Regions from separate parts of the Mus musculus genome. Here region 1 is linked to region 2. The links are chromatin contacts, called in public Micro-C maps. All regions are on one chromosome and are shown on one strand. Each heading gives the region's core, a stretch centred on a gene start, on an enhancer-like site or on the middle of the called end of the contact. The rest is flanking DNA. Distances are from core to core; before and after follow the strand shown. Region 1 has its middle 160 kb from the start of Gm12159. Region 2 overlaps Ebf1 (early B cell factor 1).

Region 1 (6,974 bases), core at 3,697-6,196, 330 kb after region 2:
GAGAATGAAATCCAAGAGCCTAAAGGTTCAGAAAATGTTCAGACTTCTACAGGAAGAATAAGTTATTCAGGATTGTTGTGAAGGAAGAGATTAAGAAATGGGAGAGTTTAGCAAAATCAAAAGAGAGAAATCAACAAGCAGATCTCCATACCTCTCAAAGTAACAGCAAAGGGAGGCACCTAGAGCCTACCACTCCCTACTTTCTAGACACATTTCACCTGTGTTTTAAAAATTATTTATTTGGTGTGTGTGTGTGTGTGTGTGTGTGTGTGTGTGTGTGTGTGTGTGTGTGTGGCTATGCTCACATGGAAGCCAGATGATAACCTCTGTGGTCCTCAGATTCCATCACCTTCATTTCGAGAAACCAGGATCTCTCACCACCCTGGAACTCATAAAGTAGACTAGATTGGTTGATGAGCAAGCCACAGGGATCCTCGTCTTTGTCTCCCAGGAGTTAGGATTGTAAGCACATACTGGCATACCCAGCCTGTTCTTTGTAGGTTCTTGAGATTGTACTTGCAAATCAAGCACTTTGACTACTGAGATATATCTTCAGCCACATTCTGCTTTGATATAGTCTTCCTAAAAGCCTGTGTGCCAGGTCACCAGTTATTGGATCTGATCATTGAGTGATGGCTAGATGATGAGGGCTATGACTAATCAGTGGACTAATCCATTGATAAAGTCATCATAGGATGATGCTATGGGGAAGTGGAGTCTATCTAGTTAAGGAAACTGGATCACTGGGAAAGATACAGCTTAGGAATGATATATCTTATTCTGGGGTTCTTTTGGTTGTTCATCTCTGTGTCCTGGTTGCCAAGAAGTGAGTAGCTTGTCTTTGCCTTGCCCCCTGATGTCACAATGGTCTGCCTACTCACAGGACTGTGGTAATGGAACAAGCTCATCATAAATGCAAACCTCTGGAACTAGGAGCCAAAACCTAGTCTTCATTTCATAAGGTGCTTCTTCAGGTACTGTTCTTGAAGTAACAGAATTCTGGTGAACATGGGGGTTTCTGTCATGCTCTGCATTGGTATGACAAGGATTAACCCCTGATGCCTTTATCTCAGATCATGCCAGTTATCTCAATAAATCAGGAACCCAGAAGGATTCAATCCCAATTTAAAGCTGCAGTTTTGGCTGAGGGAGTAGTTGTGGGGTAGAGTGCTTGCATAACATACACAGAAAACAGGCTTTGGTCTGTAGTGCCACCAACTAAATTTTACAAGTTGCAATTCCTTCACCTGGTGTCCCATTCCTTCAAAGCTTTATGCTTACCAAATCATTTACTACCATCCAACACAATCTAGACTGTGTTTATTTTTTATTTTAATTAGTGCTTAGCCTCCTATAATTAGAGAGTAAGCCCCATGCTGGCAAGGATATTTATCTTGCTCACTGCTCTTCATCTCTGAGCACTTAAAATAGTGGATGGCCAATAGTTGATGCTCAATGCATGTGGCAATGAGATTCATATCAAACCACAGGACTTAAATGAATTACAGCTTCTCCAAGGGCAAAGATCACGTCTTGGGCTTGCTTTCACTTATTTATGACGTGATACCATCTGCTGAGTGGGTCTTTATTACACTAGAAATGTGTATTGCTGCTCAGATAGATATCAATATACAGGGGGAGGCTATTAGTCTGAGAAACCACATTCCCCCTCTTCTGGTGACCTCATCCTCCAGGCCTTGCCTGGCCATGACTCATAAATGCACAACACCAACCCCAGACCTCACCCACACCACAGCCTACCTTCCCTGTTTTACAGAATATCTCCACCATGCTAAGCAGCTCGAATTCCAGGGGTCATTTAGAGTAAAACTATTGCCATCTATCTCTCTGCCCAAGTTTCCAAAGACAGAAATGGCCTTTGCAGACTCAGTTATTTAAGCATCTATTTATTAGTGGGCTGTAGATGGCATTTCTTCAGACTTCCTCTTCTTCCTTATGGTTCCTTCCTGACCATTTTTATTGTTATCATTTTGAAGTCCCCACAATTGTCTGCATGGGCCATTGAACCATTCCTTTCCTGGGCTCTCTGTCCTACTCAGTTCCAATGACACAGATTTCTAATTCAGTATTTTTCAAGCTCTGGACCATGCCCATGTATTGGAAATCCCCTGGTAGACTATTGCCCACATTATAAACTACCAAAGAATACAAACCATTGTTCAAAGTCATTTTTAGGGATGGCTCGGTGAGTAACCATGCTTGTTGTATAAGCATGGAGACATGACTTCACAGTACCTACATAAAGGTCCAATATGTCATTCATGATGTTAACTCCAGCACTGAGAGCTCAGAGACAGGAGGATACCTGGAGCTTACATAGCAAGAAACCCTGTTTCAAGGTAGAAAGTCAAAAAGCACCAGGAGAGGATACCCAGGATCCTCCTCTAATCTACACATGTGTACCACAGGCACACACATATAAATATATACATGCACATATACACAACACACACACTCACACAAAATAAGTATAAGTATAAAAGTTTTGTTAAATGTGCACACGAATGTATATTATAAACTATTATAGACATGTATTTCTCATAATGGTTCAAATGTTACTACTCTAGTCTAATGTAATTTGAAGTTTATATGTAGTTAGGTCATCCACTATCTAAAACCTCCAGCAATTCCCTGTTGCCCTCTGAATTCAGTCTAAACACACCATGACTCCATTTAATGGCTTCTGAATCGTGACGTTCACCTTCCCTTCCAGCTTGATTTCTAACATGCCTCTACTTGACTTAGAATGTTCATCAGGCTCCAGAACTCATTTCTCCAACACACTCTGATTCTTACCCTTGTAACTTTTCATAGCTGTTCTTTCTTACAAAGCAGTGACTGCCCATCAAGGGGTGTGATTTTGCCCCTCCCCCGCCACCTCAGATATTTATAATTAGATGTAGTTTTACTTCTACAACTGGATTGGACTGGGTCATGGCCCTAGCATCCCGTGAGTAGAGATGAGGGTTGTTGCTGAATAACCTACAATGCAGTCAATCAATATTAGTATGGTTGAAGGTGACAACCTTGCTTTAGAGCAATGGCTCTCAAGACCTTGGTGCATCCAAACTTCCAGGGTGTGCAAAGGTCACAACCCTGCGGGGCTTTGCCTCTAGCATTTCTGGTTCTAGAGATCTGAAGTGGAAGCTAAGAGCTAGCATTTCTAGCAAGTTCCCAAATGAAGATGGAGCTGATGGCTCTGCCAGTATAAAACCACAGTCATCTAGACTAAAGCCACATCCTCAGATGAATATTTATCAAGGATTAGTGGTATCCATATCAGAGTAAGTGCTTCTTCCTTCACAGAGCTTATTGTCACATAAGCTCAGCACCCCCCGTTTTTGACCCTTCCAGCACTTGCTTTCCATAACATGCATCCTTTGACATAGCTGTCACTATATCTTTCTGTCCACAACACTTCCCAACTCCATAGTGTAAATAGTGCCCAGATGAGACTTGCACACAGTCTTTTCTGCCTTTTGATGCTCAAGAGCACTTTGGATGATAACCCCAGTTGAACAATGTCTATCTCCAAAGACTATGAATAACCCCCGATCTCCACCAGTTCTCGGCAAGTTTCTTTCTGCCCATTCCCCTTCTACATGGAAGATTATGAAAGTATTACCTATTAGAGCATGAAAGTACATATGATCTTTTTCATGTATCTATAACTTAGCAACTAAGGGGCAAAGTTGAACTGGAAGGGCAGACATTACCCATAAAGGAAGTGGGTGCATTATAGCCCAATATTTTGTCTTCATTATCTTGTACAGAATAAGCTCTCATCTGAAACTTTCATGCTGAGCAGTCAAAAGGGATATAAAAATGTCAAACAGCAGTCGTCACCCTTGCCTTACCATATGAGGGCCGTATATGCACCACGTACAACTGGGTACTGAATGTGGCCTTTCAACTTCAAGTTCCGTGTTTTATTTCCACTCTGCTGCAAGCTTCTTCTACTTGGATTACCCATGCACGAACCTAAAAGAATGTAGTTTAATTACATCATCAAAGACCCTTAAACACCCTCTTCTCCCCCAAAGATGTCTTCTCAGCGCTCACCAAGCACTGGTCACACTTCAAATTAAGTGCCATGTGTAAGAATGTAATGTAGACTTAATCAGACAGTTATTATATGTTAAAGACCTCACAGTTATTTAAAACATATTTATTGAGGTTTAACAAGTATGCCAAGACAATTTTCCACAAACAGCAGGGACTGCTAAGAGAATGCAGTCAAGGACTCTTACACCAGGCGATGTGTCTTGGGCATGGATGTACTTTATACCAGACTGCTAAAAAAATAATGAAGACTCTCAAAGGGCTTCCATCTGGGAGGGCAAAAGGGACAGTGAATTTGTGTACTGCACACTCACCCCTGGAGACCCAGGAGCAGTTCCTGTTGGAGATGGGCATGAAAAATGAGCTTGGGGGTCTTCCACTCATCCTCATTTGTGCTCTGAGCAAAGCCAACTGTACTGCAATGGTGTGATTGATGAGGGCCATTTAGGGGAGCTGGCTGGGTGGGGGAGAGAAGAGTTCAGGAGGAGTCATTGGGAATAAGTCAGAGGGAGGGGACTCGTGAAGACTCTGGCCATAATATTGATGCTTGAAAAATTTAAAATGTGTCTATCTGTGTCACACACGCATAATAATCCCCTCTAGACAGCGGCTACCACAGGACACAATCACCCCCGTGTGGTGTTTGAAAACATTCATCTTCTTAGGCATGGACCCAATGCTCTCTCCCTTAGGCTCTATGTGTTATATATGAGGAAAGTGGGCTGGAAGGAGCTTCCTTTCCACCCTGCCCAGCCCTCCTCCAGCTGCAGTGGCAAAGCCTATGTTGTGGCCTGGAATACTGACGCCATGGCAGTGGCCTGACACGGTGGCGCCTGGCCGGCAGCATGACTTCACAAGAGGGTCAGGCCAGAAGACCTCAGATGGACCATGAGTAAGGAAAGCAGCAAAAACTAATATCCTGAGCAGTCAGAAACACGCCGAAGGAAATTATTCATAAATATTTGAGGAGCGATGCAGCCCAGAGTCTTGAGAGAACAGCTGTCGGTCTCCAGGTTCATCCAAAGCTCCACCCCCCCACCCTTTCTTACAGTCCAGCTTCTGCTCTGTGCCAAGCCCCACAGTGCCCTCACCTGCCTCTCACACAGCAGTGCCTGGATGCCATGCAGGTTGGCAGCCACCCACTAGGTCTCTAGCTGGTAATCTAGAAAAGCTGCTCATGTTGAATATGCAGCAACCTCAATGAATTTCCTTCTACTCCTCTCTGAGCCTCTGTGTTTGTGTGTGTGTGTGTGTGTGTGTGTGTGTGTGTGTGTGTGTGTGTCCACGCATGTATGAAAGAAGTGGCATAGACTCTGGCCAATGATGAAAATCAACTGCAGGAGGATAATTATGTTTTACAGTTTTGCTAAACACAAGAAAGTATTTTCTCAGGCCATTTAATTGGAACAACATCATGGGTTATACCTTCATTGTAATAAAACTCCACTGTGTGTCCAAGCGCCAGGGGATTTATTAACTCGCTTGAGCTCTGAGAATCAGCAGGCAGGGTCAGACACGGCCAGTGATGATGACATCATAGGTTTTGGCAGCTCTTTTCAACTGGTGTTGAGTGAGGTAATGTCCCCAAAATTAAAACTGACAGTAAGATTAATGATGATAGATTCACTGAGGGATTTTTTTTTCATGATTTAAATTGGTGTTCTGTTTCTTCCAGGCTGGATAGCCAAGAGAGCCTTGTACCATTAGTTCAGCATATCAGGAAAGCAGATAACAGAAGTCCCTTCCTTAAGCCTCTAGGGACAGGCAAGAACTTTAGGGTTAGGGGTAATTTAGAGATAGAAAGACACACCCTCAAGTCTGTCATGCTAGTTTGGACAGTGATATAAACTGTCCTTATCAGACCAGCAAACACAAGTGGATTCAAAACTTAGGTACTAAAATGGCCATGTGTCTAATGTGGGGTGGTGGCCTTGTGCAGGGGCAGGGAGTACCACCTCACGGAATCTTGCTTAAGTGAGTCAGAATCCATGGTCCCATAACTGGAGCAGGGCTGGTATTTTATAGTTTCTATAATGAAAACATTTCAGAGAAGATGAGGAGCATAAAGTGCAGTCTGAGGCTGGTATTTAGACTAGGCATAAGCTGTGTGGGAAAGATTCATTGTAGCAGGCATCTTAGATGCTCGGCTGTCTTACAAACACGATTTTCCTAATTGACTAATTATTCTACTCCCAGTCTACTGTAAAGTTCTCAAGAGGGGGAACCAACTGTTTTCATCATTGGGATGTCCATCATTATCACAGTAGCATACAGCAGGCACTCAAAAATATTTGTTGAACATGTGTTCCCTCAAGTAGATCCCTTGAGCAATTCTCATTAGAAATTTAGTCCTTTTTTTTCCATTTTTTATTAGGTATTTAGCTCATTTACATTTCCAATGCTATCCCAAAGGTCCCCCATACCACCCACCCCCACTCCCCTACCCACCCACTCCCCCTTTTTGGCCCTGGTGTTCCCCTGTACTGGGGCATATAAAGTTTGTGTGTCCAATGGGCCTCTCTTAGAAATTTAGTCTTATGACAGAGTTTATGGAGTAAATGTTTAAATAATAAAAGGTCGTTTCTTCAATACATGGTCTATATGTTCACTAGTCCATATGGAACTATCTCACCAATCTGAAATAATATAGTTTACCGTTGAAAAAGTGTACAAGAAAACACAAAGGAAAAGCATCCTAGGATATATGCTAAACAGCCACTTGTCAGAGTAGTCTGGTGGGAGTAGTTGAATTGCAGGATGGTCTTCTTCCAAAACAAGATGCAATCACAGATTCAACACTTAGCTTACAACCTTACTTAGAATAGCCCATGGACGCCCACAGTCCTGGAAACACAGGAGAGAACAGGTTCTCTGGGAAGACCTGGGAAGAT
Region 2 (7,247 bases), core at 4,564-7,063:
ATAAGACCCTTCTGAGTGCTTCTCTTAGAGTCTCTTAGAGGCTTGTAAGTACTCTGCAGGGTAAGACTCTTGTTCTCAGGCTACCCATGTCCTAGAAAGAAAAGCAAAGGAAAGAAAGGCATGGCATATGAGCAGAGAATCAAACAGTCAGCTTGGAGATCATTTGGAGACCAGAGGCATAGATCTGGTTCTTAGCATCCTGGGAGGCAGGCTCCTCTAACAGCCTCTTTCTTGCACATATTAAAAGAGTACAGTAGATACTTGCATAGCAATTTGAGCCAGTATCTCGTTACCCAGGTAAATAAGCTTTTGTTTCCAAGCCTGCCTGGACTCTTCTCTAGTGCTGAAGAAATGCTGTCATTTACCCAGAAGCCTCGCTCTCCTTGTCCCATCCCCCAGCTGCTCCATGATCATTATCTAGAAACATGAGCCCCACCAGCTGCCTATGTTCTCTGCAGATCAGGCTTCCTGAAATTTCAATAAGCATCGATCCATGTCATTGTACCAGATCCTTGAAACTGTTTCTATAATATTTGTTTCTGTTTCTAACTCTAAATGGAGGAGGGGGAAGACCTAAATTTTCCAAAGAAGTGGAGGGTGATGCCCGGTGTCAATAAAGGTAGATGGGTAGATGGAAGGGGACAGATGGAGAAGCAGAGAGAATAAGACATCTAACCATCAAGACTAACTCCCCAAATAGCTTTCAATAAAGTACAAAGCACACACACACCTTCTCTATCCACATAGTAAGATTGAAAGTCATCGCTGAGTCCTAAACTGTAGATATTGAAATCATGAGATGTATGGTACATTTAGCAGAGGCGTTGGTGAAGTGCAGAAGTCATTTTAACTTTGTCTTTTAATTTTAAAGATTTATTGGCTGCAAGGCAAGGGAATATTTATAAGCATCCTTAGGTATTCACAAAACATGTCGTTGCCAAACAGTGTGGAGAATGGAAAGAAATCATCATTACGAAGCCGGATGATTCAGGAAATGTGGCTATAAATACAGGAGTGACAACATATTATCTCAGCCTCTTCCAGCTCCATTTTTTTTGAGTCATGATTATTGAGTGTGGCACTGTGGGAAGGCTGCTGAGTCTGTTTGGAACTAGAAGAATTTGGGGTTTAAAGGAGGAACCAGGCGTAATGTTTGGCAAGTTCCAATACAATAAGCAGTGTCAAGGCATCTCAGCTTGAGTAAATATATGTTGTATAATTTGCTTCTATCTTTTTCATTTCTTATAATGAAAGGAAAGTGGCAAGCAACAAGAAAGCAATTAATTGCAACAATGGTTGCTTAGCTCCCGTAGTGCCTGAATTAAAAAGAACATTAAGATTGCTTTTCTAATAGCTCATTTTTTAAACCATTGGTACTTTATGCATGGCAGATGCATCTGAATTGTTTTACAATACAGTTTTTTTTCTCCCTTATTGGCAAACAGATTGTCAACGTGAACTTTTGACCATCCTGTTGGTTGTTCCCCCTTGTTATCCCAACTTCACAAAGGCAAGTGTCATATCATAGTTAATCTATCAGAAGCCTTCTGTGTGAGAGGATGCTGGTAATTTGAGTCAGGCTGTTTATTGAAAAGTAAACTTAGAGGCTGTCATTGTCATCTCCTGGAATAGATTCAAGCCACAGTCTTGCACCAAATAGACACCAAATAAACAATGAGGTAAAAGGTGATCCTGTGCTCTGTGCTCCTGGCAGGGTGAGTGGACATTTTAAAGTTCTACTTTCTTGTCAAAGTAATGAGACAGGCATATTTTCTTCACTCTCATTGCAACTGTTGAATAGATTCTAGGAATAAATAACTTAGCTCAGATCGTCGGCTGCTAGGGGAGGGACAGATCTTCTTTCTTTCTTTTTTTGAGGAATGTGGTCCCTCATACTTTCATACTTTCACCATTCCTCAGCAGATGGCTCCACCACCCACACCCAGTCATATATGCAGCACTAGTTGGGTTAACAAAAAAAGAGGACATGAAGTCGGGAAGGAGTGAGGGAAGGGAGGTCACTTTTTTGGAGTAAGGGGGAGAAATAGGGAGTTATATTGCATGCTTATAAAAATTTCCCCAAAATTAGTGAAAATATTTACTAACAAAGGATTTAACACAATACAGGCAAAGGGCATTTCAGGGCTTGAGAAATGGTGGCCTAATCATTAAGTGTTTTCCGTCCTTCCCATTCTATACAGCAGTTCCCTGGCAATATTCATTCTCTGGTTCACCAACATGTTTCTCCTTGGGATTACTACAGTGCCTGACCTAGTGGATGCCCCACACCCCTCAAATGTTTGTGGAGTAAGCAATGTCCAAATACTTATCAAGGGACGAGGCCATAATTACTGCTAAGACTCTCAAGGCCTTTCCTTTGTGCCACACTCTGTCTTAAGCATGCCACATATTCCCAAACATCTGCTCTCAAGAGACTGTGAGACAAGTGCTGTGCTCCTCACCTTATAAATGAAGGAACAGAATCAGGGAGAATTTCTACGTTTGTTTTAGGTCATAGAACTAGGAAGGGACAAAATCAGGATCTATGCACAGGCCAACTGGCCTCAGAGTTGTGACTTTTGGCTGTCATTAATCATACACAATGGTAACAGAGAGGTTGTTTGTGCCTTAGCTATTCATTCATTCAATCATTCACTCACTCATTAAATCATTCATGCATTCAATGTGAATTATTCACCCTCCATATGTTGATTAACTGGTGATACTCTGTATATGATGGGCACATTCCCTACCAACATAGAAAATACAGTCTAAACTGACCCCTTAGCTAAGTCATCCCAGACTTTCTTCCATGACTCGTACAATGAGGGATAGTTGTAAGCTGGGTTTATTCAGTAGATGAAAACTGCATACAAAAATGCAAGAATTTAAGGGAAGGCCCAAAGAGAATTGAGGTGACATTGTTTTGCCTATTATGAGGTACCCGGATACATTTCACTTTTCTGTTGTGAGTATAGGATGCATGTGTATACCACATGTTTCCAGTAGCCCCGGAAGCCACCAAAGCCCCTTCCTGCTTCCAAATTCTGTGAACAGATGTGTGGTCTTGCCATCTGAACCATATCACTGACATCTGGGTCCTGATGAGCCAAACATTGTTCCTGTTCCATTCCAAACTTAGGACCAACTTATACAGGGGGGACTCAGCCCATGAAGGGGGACAGGGTATCAGGAAAGGGTCTCTTTCTCTTCTCAGCATCTTGGTTAGAAGTCACTAGACGGAGGTGACACTATGTGTTTTATATCTGCTGTTTCCATTTCAAGTTTCTGGGAACTAGTGTCCATCTGTAAAACACGCTGCAAGATTTCCTAAGTTTCACATGCATACCATTGGCAGCACTCTACTTCTCCGAGTGGACAGGTCTCTTCAACATTTCATTCATTCATTCATTCATTCATTCACTCATTCATTCATTCACCTGTGTCTTTATTGACCAAAACTTTATTAAGGGGTAAAGAACACACAGCTGGAAGGCTAGAGTTTGCCTAATAGACACAATGTTTGGAAAGGAGTACAAAGCCCAGTAATGGATGTTGAAGGGGCCGATTGATGGATGTGTGAACAAAAAAGGGTTAGAAAACCATTATGTTTTTACTTCAAGAGATTGCTTTTAATTGAGAATGTATTCAAGTATAGTATTCCAAGTTATCCTTGAAGGATGGGAAAAAAATTAAAACTGAATCAAAACTAATTTGTCTCATCAGGATCCAGCGAGTTTATAAAACGAATCCATTGACTTAGAATCTCCCAGTTTCATCTGCTTTTGCTCAGGGTCATAGTCAAGATGACTGATTATCCTGGAAAGGGCTCTGTAGCCTATCTCATAAACAGAACAAAACACATCACACTTGGTCAGAAAGCAGGCCAAATCCTCCCTCTCCAGAGGCTGGGAAAGTTGAGCTGCGGTTGAGATTTGGCTGCAAAGAAAGAAACAGTCAAAATGAGGGCTTAAACTTGGGAGGCTCAAGGGAGAGTGGGTGGTGTGTACCTACCTTGAGGGCCCAGGATTCCAGAAGTATGTTAGGACATGGGCTCACTCCAAAGCTTATCAAAGCAGGCTCTTAAGTTCTGACAACTCTTAAAAGTGCTACAGATGTTTAGCCAACTCAGAAGTTTCAGGAATATCTGATTTCTTACACTTTGCTTCCAAATGTTTATCCACACTATTCCATGTAGAACTTTAGGTGATCTGTTACTAAACCCTGGTTTGGGAACCTGGGTTTTTGGGTTCACTTCTGCAGATGAAATGTGTACCAAAGTCCTTCATAAGTCTCCCCCCACCATCCTCCACAGATCCCTGCCCATCATTGGCCTGCACAGCTGTCCAGTACTGGTCTTTCCCCTCCCCTAAGCATTGAACTGGGTCCCTTATGGGTCTCAGCACTTTAAAATAAATGTCTATAGAAATTTCAAGTCTATCATGTATCTATCAAAATCCTCTGAGATCCCTGCTCTTCTCTTTGCTTTTAGGTATCTGTTTGACTGAGCCCAATAATAGTTGACAGTAAAGTGAATTTCCCCAAAATATAAACAACTCTGTTATTTTCTTGAGTTTCATTCTTTGCCATTTATTGAATGCCAACATATGCCAAGCATGGCCACCCAGCGTAACAAACAGTAAAGGTGAGACAGAGAGGCTGTGTTGTCAGTACAACACAAATTTAAGTGATGTGGCACACTGCGGTGGTAGTCTTTGTAGATGCCTGGAGTTAGATGGTTCAGTCTAAGATTCCAGGGAACCAGTCCAATGGAAGGCTGCTTACCCTATAGGTTGAGAGTTGAGAGTGGAAAGGATTGGATTGAGTCTGATTTTTCTGATTTCTCTCTAATTATTGAGGTCCATCCTCTTTAAACGGGCACTAAGCAGGCGTTCTAACATAACCAATACATTTGTTTATCCAAAAAGTATATATAGTAAGAAGTTAGGAGAAAAATTCCATTCCACCCATTCACCCCCTCATCATTATCTCTTGTCAAAAAAAAAAAAACCAAAAAAACCAAAAAAACTGTTCTTCTTCAGGATTTCAGAAGCCACAGGCTGTAACTCCAAGGTCAGTGTCTGCACTCATCCCAGCTCCCTTCTCCCTTTCATCCCCACAAGAGGTTTGAGGATAGTTGGGTATTTTTCTTTTTATTCTCTTAAGATGGAAAATCCTGAAGATTGACTCAATATTGAGTAAGAAAGAATATTTGAAACTAAAATTCCGTGCACACAAGTGAATGCAGTCTCCTTTCTTCATCCACATCTTCCACGCATTTTTGGTTTTGTAGAGAGCAATGAGGTACTTGGAGCAGTGAGTCAAATATTTCCTGCTCCTTGGCAGGTAGGGCTGACATTTTTGATCTGATGTGACGGGTTTAGAAATGAGCCTAGTGGACATGGGTGGCATAGGTTTAGAAGGCTTTTGCGGGGCCTGTTTTGAAAGGATATATTGAACCAAAAGAAAAGAATACTCCATTTAACCACGTGCTTTCTTCTCAGTCTGCATAGCAGAGAGTTTCAGACCCTTGATGTTTCTGAGTATTTTGCAACAAGGCCCTCCTCTTCTCTTGCTACCATACAGCTTTGTGTACAGGTGACTACTGTGGACAGCCAATGCAGAACTCAATGGAAGTCGTTGCCTGATGGGACGGCTAATGTGGTTGCAGAAGGAAGCAAACGGCCTTTCAGCAATCCCACATAGTTACTGATATTCGCATGGGGGAAAGCCAGCGTTTCTGTGTGAACAGAGGAAATTGCCTCATGTTAATCCCTGTGCCTTCAAAAGACATTTGGGATGTGGGACTCCTGCTAGGGTTTCATGCAGTAATATATAAAATATGCACTTGACCAAGAGCTTGCAGTTTTGACTAATGGGATTATTAGCCAATGAGTAATATGCTAAGTTTGCCAAGTCTAAGTTTATGGCTGGACCTTTGAAAGCCAGAACTCCATGTTCCGATAGTCAGAGGCATTCTAGTCTTGCAAGTTCAACCCTAATTAGAAAAAAAATACTAGGGAGTTATTATTTTTGATCAGAAAACTTGAAGTAGTGAGGGTCTTTTTGTTTATTTGTTTATTTTAAAGACTACAAATGCTAATATTTTGGAAGGATTCTTAGGGCATGTTAGGGAGTAAACCTTTTTGGAAGTAGAACATTTGAGAAGGGTCGGTGGTATAATTGAATAATGTAATTTGATCAAAAGAGAAACAACTTTGATGAAGTAGTTTATTACTTGCATAATTTTTCTTACCAAACAGAGTGCACAGCTACCAAGGCAGAGGACAAATTAAGGAGACACAATATCCAATCCAAGTTTGGCACACGAGAGAAAACACCTGGCTGACTGATTTCATTGTTTGCTTTCCAGCTAGTGTGCTTGGTGTGGTAGAGACACTTTGTGGGTTTCCTGTCTTTAACAGGCTAGTCGCCACAGATGACTACCTTGGAAAAAACATGATCTAACACCGAGATGACAGCCAGGTCTCAGCAGAAGGATACAATTTCTTTTATATATATATATATATATATATTCTATGCACATATATGTATATATGTTTATACATGTACACACACACACATATATATTCATATATATTGACAATTCTGTAATTCTGTTGCTTTGTTCTATTTTTAGCTGTGTGTTTAAATAATTTCAGGAATAATTGTTTTTAATTGTCTTTCGTTGTAGGCAGCACAGTTGAGAGTAAAATGAAGAGCTCATGAGGTCATGCAGCCTTTTCTTATTCACACACATTCTGCTACGTATGTGTGAGGGTTATCAGCATCTACCCCAGTTTCATTCACCATTTTCCCTCTGGCCTTCATGAAGTTTGCTTTCTTCTCTACAGACACAGACTAGCTCAGTTCAATGGTGTTACTCTGCTGTTAGACTGCTTACATCATGTTTAGATTTTTTTTTTAAAGACTATGTCTCTCTACCATGGTTCATGAGTTCCATTTTTGGGAGGCATTGATCCTAAATCTTGTGCTTTATTTTTCTCATGGCATTGAGTGGGTAGAAACAAACTCTAGTTCCTAATTCACTTTAAAGAACATGACCCCCCCCCCACTTTGTTCCTATTTTCTTGTTAAAACTAAATTGTGTGCAATTTGTAGGAAATTGAAACCACATTTTTTTCACTTTTAACTTTCCAAAATTAAAATTTATGGGGGGGGGGAAGCAATAAAGTGCTTACGAAATGGTCATCTATAATTATCTTCGTGGGTTGCACACATTTGAG

Evidence for each region. A called contact is a pair of places that touch in the nucleus more often than the background predicts.
Region 1: a contact with region 2 is called in a Micro-C map of muscle stem cells, with 11 times the contacts expected there. The contact joins two enhancer-like sites. A contact is called at or near these places in 3 of 484 Hi-C or Micro-C datasets (the C2C12 cell line, muscle stem cells and uterus).

What each region holds. Positions count from the first base shown.
Region 1 is chr11:45,269,760-45,276,733 of GRCm38.p6, forward strand. No RefSeq gene overlaps it. Among named protein-coding and RNA genes, the nearest start is that of Gm12159, 160 kb to the left of the region's middle. Within about 2 kb of position 4,947, at least 25 of the 459 cell types and tissues checked have an H3K27ac peak or open chromatin away from gene starts, as enhancers often do. A contact at or near this core is called in the C2C12 cell line and muscle stem cells, where this site is marked.
Region 2 is chr11:44,942,933-44,950,179 of GRCm38.p6, forward strand. The region is part of intron 10 of Ebf1 (early B cell factor 1); the gene reads left to right. Among named protein-coding and RNA genes, the nearest start is that of Gm51859, 140 kb to the right of the region's middle. Within about 2 kb of position 5,814, at least 53 of the 459 cell types and tissues checked have an H3K27ac peak or open chromatin away from gene starts, as enhancers often do. A contact at or near this core is called in the C2C12 cell line and muscle stem cells, where this site is marked.